2 separate regions of the Scatophagus argus genome follow, and region 1 is linked to region 2. The links are chromatin contacts, called in public Hi-C maps. All regions are on one chromosome and are shown on one strand. The core of a region is the stretch at or near the end of the contact, and the rest is flanking DNA. Distances in the headings are between cores, read along the strand shown. Region 1 holds the start of cep57l1 (centrosomal protein CEP57L1). Region 2 holds the start of foxo3b (forkhead box protein O3B).

Region 1 (6,277 bases), core at 1,677-4,176, 130 kb before region 2:
CCCAGTGGCTGATCTGCTTGTTCGGGATCCCTGTCAGGCTTGTGGGAAGTTTTGGAAGATTGAGAAAAGTCTTTCTGGAGGCTTTTCTTAACTCTGCAACCAGATCTCTGCAGAGCACTCACTTGTTCACACAGTTGGGGCTGATGGTGCTTCATCATGTGGAGTATGCTTTGTATGTTGGCGTGAACTGAGTGGCTTGGGCTCGTTGACTGTATGAGGTAGGAGAGATCAAAATCAATCAAAAGGAATCAAAAAAGGGAGACCGTAAATAATACATGCCTTTCAGAGTTCACGCAGAACAGCAGAATTGACTTACCGTCCCTGCAACAAAGGGCATTTTTTTGTGCCTTGGGCTGCTTGGTGATGCTAACTCATCCTGTCCGGAGATTTTCTGAGGTAGAAGACAGCTGCTATCACCACAATGTGCAAACTAATATTTTCCTTATCAATTAAATACAGACATTTAATTAGCTTTATCACTAAGAAAAGTACCTTAGTGGTCTTTTTTGTTTTCCTCTTTGATTTTATCTCTTCTGTAGTAGTCAGAGACAATCGAAGATTGATGTCCAACTCCTTCTGCAGCTATGGAAATGACAATAATACGACGACTGAAGTCAGGAAAATGTCATGTATTTATTTCATTTTATTTTACTTAAATTTTTCCTTTTCAAGGTCTTTGCTGGTAGTTTGCCATTATAAAACGGTTAATTGCATGTAATTTAAAACCCACTGGAGAACATTTAATAGGAGTCAGAGTAATGGAATTTTGATATAAAAACACAAAAATATGAAAAATTGTGTTTTTCTCTCGATTCTTGTGTCACTGTTACTTCAAAGAGTTGGCACATAAAGTGAAGCGTATGTGTGGACTGACCTTGTCTGCTTTCTCCTGCACAAGCTGACGTTCATGCTCTTCTTTCAGTAGTTTTTGTTCCAGAATGGCAAGCTTCGTCTGAAAGGAACATTATGTTGAGATAATGCTCTCATCATTTAGCTCATGATGGCAGGTGTTTATAATAATCAACTGGAACACTGCGAATTACCTCTGCCAGAGCTTGGGTTCTACTCAATTTAAGACACTCTGATTCAAGTTTCTCCAGCTTTTCACACTGAGATTGGGGGTTTGAGCTGCTTGGTTGTTGCTTTTGCAAAGAAGCCTATTGGGCAGGAAAACAAATTTTATAGCGATATGATAACATGCATTATTCCAGTACACACAATTTGTGTTACTCTGTTATTCAATGTGTTTTCCAGACTTCAGTTTCTCTAGATCATATTAGCTTTATAGTTAGGGACTACTTTTAAAAAATAATTTTCTTTCTTTCAGTTTGTGGCTGTTTGCACTACCTGATTCTCCATGACAGCATTCCTCTCCTTCTTAGCATTTTCAACCATCTTCCTCATGTAATCCAGCTGCTTCTCAAGAACCTTACACCGAGCTTCTGCAGAGTGCAGTTTTGAGTCCAACTCTGTTATTATAAACACAGACACGACAATTAACAGAGAGGACCGATTTTCCATAATGGATAATGAAACTGCAGTGGCCTCTCCCTTTGCACTCTCCGTCATTTACCTTTTTTGCTAGAGTTATCTGTCTCAGGGAGGCTGGCTGCTGGCTGACAGGGCACCATGTAAGATGCTGTGACCTGGTGATGATTCTGAGCATCCCGGGAAAACTGCCGGTAGCTACTCTCTGCTTGTTTCCTTTCCAGCTCCAACCGCCGGATTTTCTGCTGAAGGGTCTTCAGTGCATCAACAACAGCTGAAGAGCAGGTAATAAGAACAGAAAAGCATACCCAGGAACTATAGTAGAAGGTGACCATAACAAAAGCACAGCATGAGGCACGAAGGCTGACAAAATGGCTACGTCATACCTCTGCTGTCAATATTAGGTTTAGTCTGCGACGTCTGAGGGCTGTGTATCTGTGGGTCCGTGCTGACAGATGAATGTGCAGAGAGCTCTAGCTGTCTTGGTTTTGGAAGTATCCTGTCTGGAGGCTGGTAATAGCTCCCAATGTAACTGTTTTTTGAGGGTGAATCTAAAATCTACAGACAAGAAGAAGAAGCAGTTGCTTTAGTAACTGTAAGAAGGCTACAACAAATAATACATGTCAGTATCGATTAGTCATTTAATTCATAAAATGTGCATAAAATAGGTCTCCGCAGCCCAAGGTGAGGTTTTTAAATGGGTTGTTATGATTGATTGATATTGAGTCAAACATATTAAAGATATTCAAATTACAATAACATAAAACAAAAAATGCTCTGATATGGGTATGCTATGCTCTGTTTATTCTCTGTGTAAAAGCTTTATAACACCGACTGTCCAAAATTGCTGTTATGGACTATGGACTAATGCTAACCGATAAATCGAACAATCGTTTAAGCACTGCAGCAGCTTTCCGCAACAATGAGGCTGTTTACACAAACAAGAGCACAGTTGCGCTCCTAGAAGCTTCAGGAATTTCGAAGTTGCTAACGTGTAAGCAAAAGCAACTCGATTTATTAACAAAATGACGTTAAGATAATTTGTTATCTCAACATAAAGCGACGATGACCTCCCACTGCAAACACCCTAACGTATTTATAGACTCGATGAAAGTAGCAGCTAACGACAACTTAGCGAACGAAAACAATGCTAAAGCTAATGTGTTAGCCACATTCACAGCTAACGGCTGATATAGGGAATATTACCTGGTCGTAATGACTCTCCATCGTGTCACATAGAGGATGATACTTGTTTCGAAGCAATTATGCATCTGTATCTAATATTTCTAGACTGCTTGTGTAATTTCCAAACGCTTTTATGTAGCTAACTGATTTCTTAGAGCGATTCAGTTGTGCTGTCACCACCAGGCAGTCCGGACTTTTTAAAATTTCCCTCCTCTTTGCCGCCCTCGTCACAGAGGTTCCGCCTGCGTGCTGTTTCCTCCTCCACCTCTCCAGTTCACAATGTTCTAGACTTTTCAGTGTAGCTCAAAATAAATACATGTATCTGCTAAAGGTTTTGTCACACACACCATCAAATACTTTGAGATGATTTAGATCTAAAAAAAAAAAGGTGACATTTTTCAGAATAAAAGTCTCTTCCCAAAAACAAAACAGGCCCACAGCCACTTCACATTAGAGGAAGCATTTTAGCAAGACGGAATTAAAGTACCGAAATACTGGAAATGAATCATACCCAGATTAAACACTGATAGGCATTTAAAAGAAACTCACATGCTGAGAGGTTAGTCACTACTCAGAAGGATGTTTATTTATATGTTTTAGACAAATGCATGTAAATACTCAGCACTTAGCCTTCAAGAAAATCTAAACCAACCTAAAACCCAGTGAAAAATCTAAAACCTTGCTACATCGTTGGCAGGAAAATGTATGTATCAGGAGTAATTTTGCTTGATTTCCTAAATGCATTGCTCAAAAATTATTTTCAAAAAAAGATTGCAATGAAATAAACAGGTTCCTACAAGGTTGTAGACGATTTACAATGGACTCTGCTATATTATAACTTGAACATGGACCTTCATGTCCTCAGACCATATCCTTAATTAATCTCTGTGAATTAAGATAGCTTGATAGATTGTTGTTTGCAAAATCAGAAGTTCAGGTTCATCATGCATGTGTTTGTATGCCCTTTTCATAAAAACAAACCAAAGCTAAATAAAAAATAAAACAATAGTGGAAGCCATTTTACAGATCACTTGAGCTATTTTTGGTTAGCAAAGTGTCTTCAGGCAGTAAATCAATCAATCAGCCCGTAAACATTTGCACAGCAGTATGTAAATAACCTGCTGCAGCAAAAGGCTACGAGCCAGCAGCGTGGCAGGTGTGCTGCACTGAGATAAGAGTTTCTGTAAAACTTCTTCTTGTTTCCTCTGCATAAGTGTGCACCTGTTTTATTGTTGGAGACAACACCTTTGTCCCTAACACAGACTTGAAGGGCATCCAATTTAAACATCTTTCAGACAGTAATGACAACAACATTTCTGTGCTTGTATTGTCCAACTAGCATTGACCGTTTACATTTGTAGTTTGGCAGGTTACTTGAATACAAATGAGGTTAAATACAAAACAAAGTGTAAATATACAATCTCTCCGTCTCCCTCTCTCCCCCCCTTCTGTATGTCTTTCAGTTATTTCTGATAAACAAGGGGGGGGGGGCACTCCGGCCGTCGCAATGCATGATGGGAGATGTCGTTTTGAAGACATACAATCCAAGACATACACCGAACGAAGAGAATTCATCTCCCACAAAACCTTCCCCCGCGAGCTCGACAACTACCCTTCAACCAATCATTTATTAGAATCCACATAGTAACGCCTTAGAAAGCCTATGGTCTCTTCTCATTGGCCAACGCGTTCTGTCAATCAAATGTTTACCCTCAAGTTGTTGCCTCCTATCCTTTCTACCCTGGGACTAACGTTACTGGTCAGTGCTGTATCAAGGCGTCCCGTAGCAGAAGAACTGCACCAAAGAATGTGGATAAAGTGAGTATTTGAGAATGACACTTTATGGTTTTGGTTCACAGCGAAAGTTTTGTGTGTAGGAATGTGGTTTTCGCCGCGGTTCTGTTATACTTTGCTGGTGTCTTTGTTAACTGGCAGCTTGAAAGCCTTGACGCGAAAGAAAGGCAGAGAGAGATTGAATGGACCTACTAACTGACAAGTTGCGTGTTTTTGTATTTTTAATCACGGTGTGTCCAGCATTTAAATAAAGAACCTTTCACTACGAACCGACGTCGATTCATTATCGTTTGCTAAAGCAAAGGAGGCAATGATATTCTAACCGCTAGATTATGATTGCTTAACATCGGTAAATACTCTGTACTTCTTTAACCGTGTTTTTTTCTCACTAGTTGGTGTCAGACCAAATATCAGCGTTAAGATTTTCAGCACGATATCGGTTTAAATCCTTGTACTATTTCCAGATTGATCCTGGCTTTTTAGGGCCAATACCTGTATCGATATTTTAGAGATAACATATAGGCTGCATATATTGACCACATACCATTTATACTGAGGTTATATCTTTGATATCGACGTGATACCAGTCAAATCAACAGCTGATTGAAGCAATATTTTATTGGTGATGAAACGCCTTGAATTATGTGGGTATTTAATTTGTTTTATTGTGTCCTGTCTGGTTATTTTATCCACAAACAATTTACTCCCCATGTAAAGGGGATATAAAAATGCATACATACAAAGAGGATTGAAAGAGGACTGCTAGGACATTTTAAAGTTGAAATTAAACTAAATAAAGTACTCCAGAGTACAAAGTAAATTTTCAATCTACAGTACTGTTTCTAAATGGCAGTAAACACATTTTAGGCATATTTCTACTGCAATATCTTGTGATTTATTGGCTGAAATATACACAAAATGTATATATCAGTGAAGAGCTAATGTCAGGTTTGAGTATCATCTGGGCCATTTATCTGTCAGGCTATAATTCCTACAAAGCGTTTTGACATTTAATGTCATTGTAAGTGCATGTCTGCCCACAGTTCCCCACTAGGATTACATTAAAAACATTGTAAAAGAGTGTTTTGGTGCTGTGATGTAAACATAGACTGTTTCATGTGTTATTTGTTGTGTAGCCTGTTGTAAGACAGCACAAACATTAGTCCTACATCAGAAGATGGAAGTGCAGGAACAGGAGTCTTTGGCAAGATGGGACGGGCTGGGCAGCCGAGATGCCATCTCCAGAACTGAAGCCATGGAGAACATCCACCAGGTGGTCATGAGGAAAGTGGAGGCCATCAAACCCATACCGTCAGGGGCCCTGTCACCCCCAGCCTCAGGAAGCCCTCCCAACAGTGACCTGAACAACATCCTGGCTCACCTTCTCATGCTCTCCAAACGGTGTCCCTTTGAAGACGTCAGGAAGCAAAGCAGTCGGCTTCTGCGGGCCGTCCAGGTAGGAGATGTATATAACTTCTGTTGGGACCCTGATGAGCTTTTTGTACTGTGCTGCATTAAGCTACATCAGTCTGTCATGTATCCTCACATTAGTGTTTATGGTATTGTCATGCTGCTATCTGCTCCTCTCTTCACCTCTTTATAAGCATTGCAAACATTGTGGTCGAGTGAGTACAGCATCAAGACCCAGTGCATGTTTTGTCAAGTGGATTACATTCAGTGACATGATAAGGTGCCATGAACTCATTAACACTGAAACACCACGGGATCCAAGGCCATCACAGCTCTTCGACCACATGCAAACATGCACAAAGAAGAGCAAGTTAGAAATTTGTATCAACAGTTTTACTGG
Region 2 (5,981 bases), core at 482-2,981:
GCTCTGGTCCTCTGTCGCCAGGCCAGGGCCATTGACACTGATGGCTGTCGGGGTGGCATTATCCTCCTCATCATCCTCTTCCTCGGGTATAATATCTGTGTCATGGCTCTCCGGTTTCACCGCGTTAGAGTCTGGTCGTGGCAACGGCCAGGTGCAAGATCTGGGCCGCTGCTGGGGCTCGAAATCCGGATCGATGACCACGTCCAAGTCCGGGAGTGGGTCGGGGAGCGGAGCCTCAGCCATGATCTTCTGCTCCGGTCACAATCTCGCCCCCGCTGCCAGGTAATAAAGTTACAAGACAAGATATGTGGAGCTGTCAAAGTCGCGTCCCATGAATGCGCGCTCCCGTCCTTTGTTGCTATTCCACACCAGCGAAGTCCCAACAGGACCAGGAGCAACTTAAGTTATTAACGCCTGTTGAGGATACAGAGACAGAAAGAATAAACCCAACACATTCGGTTAGGTCCGAGTTAAAACACAGCTTGAAAGATACTCACGGCGGCGGATAGTCATTGCAACCTATTTCTGTAAGCTGAGTTACAACAAACTACAAACAGATTGAAATAAAGCGATTCTCTAAGCTCCGCTTCATTATGAAACACTACTTGCTCGTTAATAAGAGCCCCACACAAAATCCCGTCCTGGTGCAAGGGGTCTGAATCCACCCACGGGAGATCTATGGCAGAAGAAAGTGCTCAAACCTCATCTCTCTGGGAAATAAATGCGCTCTCAACACTTTAAATGAAATACCTTGCACGACCAGTTACTCGCGCTCCGTGGTGCCAAATGAATAAAACCCAGAAGAGACTAGATCCCGGATTGTCCACGGCTAGTTCCAGATGCCATCTTGACTCTCTCTTCTTTCACTCCTCAAGTGCGCTCTGCGATACAGACAGATAGGTTGTGTGCAGGGCAAGTCAGTGTCGATGTGGAATAAGGCTGCCACCTCGCTCTGGGTTACTACTGTATCTCGATTTGCCTTCCACACAACGCCGCGCGCGCGCACATACACACACACACACACACACACACACACACACACACACACACACACACGCTTACGTACACACTCACACACGCGCATGCAAGTCGATCAAGGGCCAGCCCCCTGGATCCTGTGCATGGGATCGCCTTTTAAAGAGACACTACAGTCCAACAGGACGGAGCGATCTGTGCGCAGGTGGAGGCTGGGACACGTCCTGACATGTCGGTTAACAGGTTCAGAAATAGAGGGATAGAACAGAAGAAGAATAAGAGGGAACCATTAAAGTTTTAAAGTTTTTTTTTTTTTTTTTACTGTCGATTTTTGTGCTGATAAAAGGTGCGTTCAAATGACAACCAAGCGTAGGATACGTGTGTGGTGGATACTACAGGTGTCCCTTTGGTGCAGCTAACAATTTTATTGTCAATTATTGTGTCAGTTACTTTCTTGATTAATCAATTGTTTGGTTCATAAAAACAAAAAAGGTGTCAGTTTCACAGAGCAGAAGTTGACATATTCTAATTACTTGTCTTGTCCCAACACATGGCCCAACAATCAGACATTAATTTAATACTGCAGAAGACATAGAAAACCAGCCAATACTTACATTTTAAAGTAGCAGCCAATGTAAGTAATGATTTCCTGTTAAAGAATGAGTTGTCTCACCTCCACAGCAGATTTTATCAGCTAATTACAGCTTTGGAACAAAAAGTGTGCTTCAAAAACACCTTTAAAAATAATGTCTCCAAAAATGTACAACATACAAAAACTTTCCACCAGGGTCCACCTAACATTATCCCATGTTTCATAATATTAGCCTACAAGTAATTTTAATGATTAACTACTATTTACAAAATGTAGCATTCCAGTATATGTTTCTGACATGATGACACCTCATGGTGAAAACATTTGAAATATTAACTCATCACGTACTTAAACACCCGTATAGTTTTTTTTGATTTCACATCACTCATTTCAGCAGCTGACTGTGCCTTTAATCAAAGAACCAGGTTGTCAATCACGACCGTCACGGCTTTCAGGCCACGCCCCCTTTTTCTGGAGAACTGGTCAATCTCGTTCAGGATGATGTCATCGCGTTTATTAGCCAGAGAGATAAGGGCAGAAATCCTAGATGGTTCTCCATCCTGTAAGTGATGTTCTGGACACCCCCCTCCTCCTCCTCCTCCTCCTCCTTCGCCTCCTCCTCCTCCTCCTCCAGATCAAAACAGCCTCGTCCACATCTTCTTTGTTCCACCGAGGGCTGCCTGACATGCAAGGTGCGCGTCCACCTGCGTGTGCTCACGATTTCTGTGCAGGAATGCGCGTTCACAGCTGACCATTACAAGATATTGCTTGAATATTACCACACTGACTTTATGTTGTGTTTATGGTACATTTATTTTAGTTTTGATTTGACATCACAATAGTATGTTATTATTATATCAGTATATGATATTGTGCTTTTATTTTGGACATAACATAACATAACATAAATATTATTGTGCCTGCCTGTGTTTTATTTTCACCACAGTGTTCACTGTCAGCAGGCTGACAGACATGCTCCCCAACAAGTTTGGATGTTACCGTTTAACTGTGGTCATCGACACCCAGATTGGCACAGCACACACACACACACACACACACACACACACGGTCATTTACAGCAGCAGTCTGGAGTGTGGACTGTACAGGATTACAGGAGATAGACGATCCACGCATTGTGATGTGATGGTTTTTTTTGTTCCCCTCACATCAAAGAGAATACCTGATGCAGCAGTTTGGCTCCTGCAGAGAACTATAGAGTTAACCGCCCACTGGATGTACAGAGAGAGGTTAGGATGTCTGAGAGTGTGTGTGTGTGTGTGTGTGTGTGTGTGTGTGTGTGTGTGTGTGCGCACGTGCAGAAATACTGTTTTACTTTGCCTCATGTTTAGAATCTTTTTTAATTTTACATTTAGATGATAGAAGAAGAAATTTGCTATTTTGCTATTGGCAATCATTAAGTAAAGCAGTTATTTTGTTTCCTCTTTATTTATTAGCGGACATGCAAGGATTGAAACAGCTTTTTAAAACTCCAAATTGTGTGTGCCTGCACACATTAGGCCTAAGTCCAGAAGAAGTGTCAGACATGCTATTTCAATACTCTGCTGCAGTGTATTTTGTATTAGGCCAGTTTATTCTGTGCAAGATAAACCATCTTACACCCCAGATGCCCATTTACAGGCTATGATAGAGTTGCATAAGACATATTCATGCAAACAACCGCAATCAATTTGTGTTATTTCCTCACATGTGACCCTTTTAACCCAACACTTTACCAGGTCTTTCAGGTTTGAACAGCATAATCCAGAGGATGGAGAACTTGATTAAACACTCATATTAGGACAAGATCTGAGCTCAATTCAGTCTTTAACATATTGCTGTAGTCAACTTGGCTCAAAACTCGATTTCATCCATATTTACCAGGCCTTCCAACATCAAAGTCTTATGACCGTACGAATCTAAATTTAATGCACATCGTGTGATTGATCCAAAAGACAAAAGGTGAACTGTTCCCCGTCTTCCCTTCATCAGCACAGAGCATCAAGACTGCTGTCCAGAGAGGATGGAGACTATACGACCACCAGTCTAATCCAGTGTGAATCATCCAATTACAACAGTCACAAAGCATGGTGGCCATCTCTGTTTGCGTTTGATATCGCCGCCTCCCCCCAAAACAGCATAATGCTCTGATTGGATTAGGGGCCTTGGCATGGGTGTGATTGATTTTCCTTTAACTGAGAGTTATGGTGAGAAAGACTTGTGGCCTTGCTACTGACACCCCCCTACTGTTGTGTGTATGCTCCCATGCACGCATCCATGCAACTGCACATACACTCAAAGCCATTTACTGTCGCTTAAATCTAAAGAGATGATACACTCACTCTGATGTTTTTGTACTTTTGTGATGATCCTGGCTCTGGCTGTGGACATTTGGTACAAACACAGTATAAAGCGCCCCTGATGTGGATTCGGTGGGTGCTGCTCACTGTTCTGACTTGTCAGGGTGGGCTGGTCCGGGCTGGAGTGGTGCACTAGGATGACCTCATCCTTAACATGGACGCAATAACAAACCTTATAGCAATTGGTTGCCCATTGCTGCCACCTACTGGCACAAAGGAAGAACTTCTAAAACACTCCAGACTAAAAATTTCTGTCTGCATTTTAATTATGAGAAAAATATAGATAGTTCACACTTCATACCAAAAAAAAAAAGTCAAGGTTACAAAATGTGACAAAAATGTAATATTTGCAATATTCATATTTTCTTATATGTTGCACATGAGATCAACTACTTCCTATTGCATCTTTTAAGCTTCTACTACTTTTTGTTCTGTTTATTTGTGTATATTTTAAAAGCAGAGTTGACTGTTGATCTTGGCCACGCCCCTGGATGCCCAGACTTCAGGAAAAGTCCAGAAACCAGATCACAAAACTTGCTTGTCTTGACAACTTTATTACATAGAGATGTTTTTACTATAGTGTTGCAGCCTGTAGTTGTCTATGCCACTGCATGTAACAATGCAAGACAAATTTCCCTTTTCAACAGTCACAAAGTACAGTGTCAGAAACAACAACAGCTGTGGTCAAACCATCTTGCTAAAGTCGTGTTCAAGATCAAGAGCAGCTTAACTTGATTAAGACCTGGGAGACATCAGTGCCCATCTAACAGCCACGGAGCTTAACACAAAGACACATCCATATTTCTCTGAATTCTAGTTCATGAAATACATGGATTAATATCATGCATAACATTTTGAATTTATACAGGGTTTTAAACAACTGAGGTTTTATTCAAGACCTGCACAATGACTGACACCGTTTGTTAAAACCGCCAACTTGAGAATATTTTACCCTTTTCCTTTAACCCACTAGAGGGCAGCAGTCAACTACTCTGAGGACACTTGGCCCCCTTTCCCTCTGTGAAGTGAGCACCTGCTTGCCTTGTTGTTCACTCATGTTGGAGAGGCTTCCATATTCTTTAAAACAAATAGTCCACAAGAGGGAGAGAGCACACCTCACAGAGGAGGACCCGACAGTAAAACATTCATAAGACAGCGACAAGTCACATCTAAATTGAAAACAGGTATCTAATTTCACTGTGGATATCAGGTCTTGAATATACTTGAGCAAAACTACTGCTTATTCCCAAAAAAGACTTGTTCACTTCTATTTCTGCCAAATAGGAACTTCTCCTATGCAGCGTCAGTAGTTCGCGAGGTACTGTGTTGCTTGGAAGTATATGCTTCTCAGTCAGTGAGCATGTTCGCTGTTGATGTGTGTCTTGCTGTAACTGCGGTCTCCCTCCATCCAGTATGACTCCGTCTGCATCTCCACGAGTCTGGAAACAGTCCTCTGGAAGGCAAAGATCTCCTCCTCGGCTGTGAACAGAGTCAGGCGCTCCGCTGCCTCCTGGAGAGAGGAGACGTTAGGGTTAGAGAAACAGGATTAACACCAGGAGGTTGCCTGTTTGATTCTTGGAGCTGCCGGATCAGGGTGTGTGTGAGTGTAAGTACGTGAGTGTGAAAATGGGAAAAGAGGATGTTAACAATTTAAAAACAGAGAGAGAGAGGGAGAAGAAGAAGAAAAAACACCTCAACAATGATGTACAATGTTAAATAACATAACGACTCCATAACAGGCTAAAAATTACATGAGCTTAAAATTATGAATATGTAATAAAACTGTTAACGTGAAATTTTAACAACCATATGCTGCAGCAGACCATGTTAATGATATTATCCTTAATTAAGTGTGTAATACACAAGCTAAAAAACATTTAGTTAATCTGTTCTCATCCTGATTGAAGTGAACTCAACTGTCACTTGTAGAGAAATCAGTAACATGATTTTTACAAATCAGGATTTGGGGAACACAAGGAGTCCATTCATTGCTACTCGGAGACAATGATTTTCCTTCTGTTTTAATTTGACATATTCTTGTTGTAGCAGATTCTTTT

Evidence for each region. Hi-C and Micro-C count contacts between places; a contact is called where the count stands out from the background.
Region 1: a contact with region 2 is called in a Hi-C map of muscle, with 4 times the contacts expected there. The contact joins the promoter of cep57l1 here to the promoter of foxo3b in region 2. A contact is called at or near these places in 2 of 2 Hi-C or Micro-C datasets (both in muscle).

What each region holds. Positions count from the first base shown.
Region 1 is chr19:8,099,789-8,106,065 of fScaArg1.pri, reverse strand. cep57l1 (centrosomal protein CEP57L1) reads right to left here and starts at 2,926. Exons shown (of 11, transcript XM_046372546.1): 1 at 2,695-2,926; 2 at 1,875-2,046; 3 at 1,574-1,762; 4 at 1,348-1,469; 5 at 1,044-1,157; 6 at 875-952; 7 at 493-582; 8 at 317-391; 9 at 1-209. The coding sequence starts at 2,715. sesn1 (sestrin-1) reads left to right here and starts at 4,371. Exons shown (of 10, transcript XM_046372331.1): 1 at 4,371-4,491; 2 at 5,604-5,923. The coding sequence starts at 5,645.
Region 2 is chr19:7,969,865-7,975,845 of fScaArg1.pri, reverse strand. foxo3b (forkhead box protein O3B) reads right to left here and starts at 1,731. Exons shown (of 5, transcript XM_046372327.1): 1 at 1,590-1,731; 2 at 751-881; 3 at 1-414. The coding sequence starts at 243. afg1lb (lactation elevated protein 1 homolog B) reads right to left here. Exons shown (of 13, transcript XM_046372641.1): 13 at 4,154-5,434. The coding sequence ends at 5,276.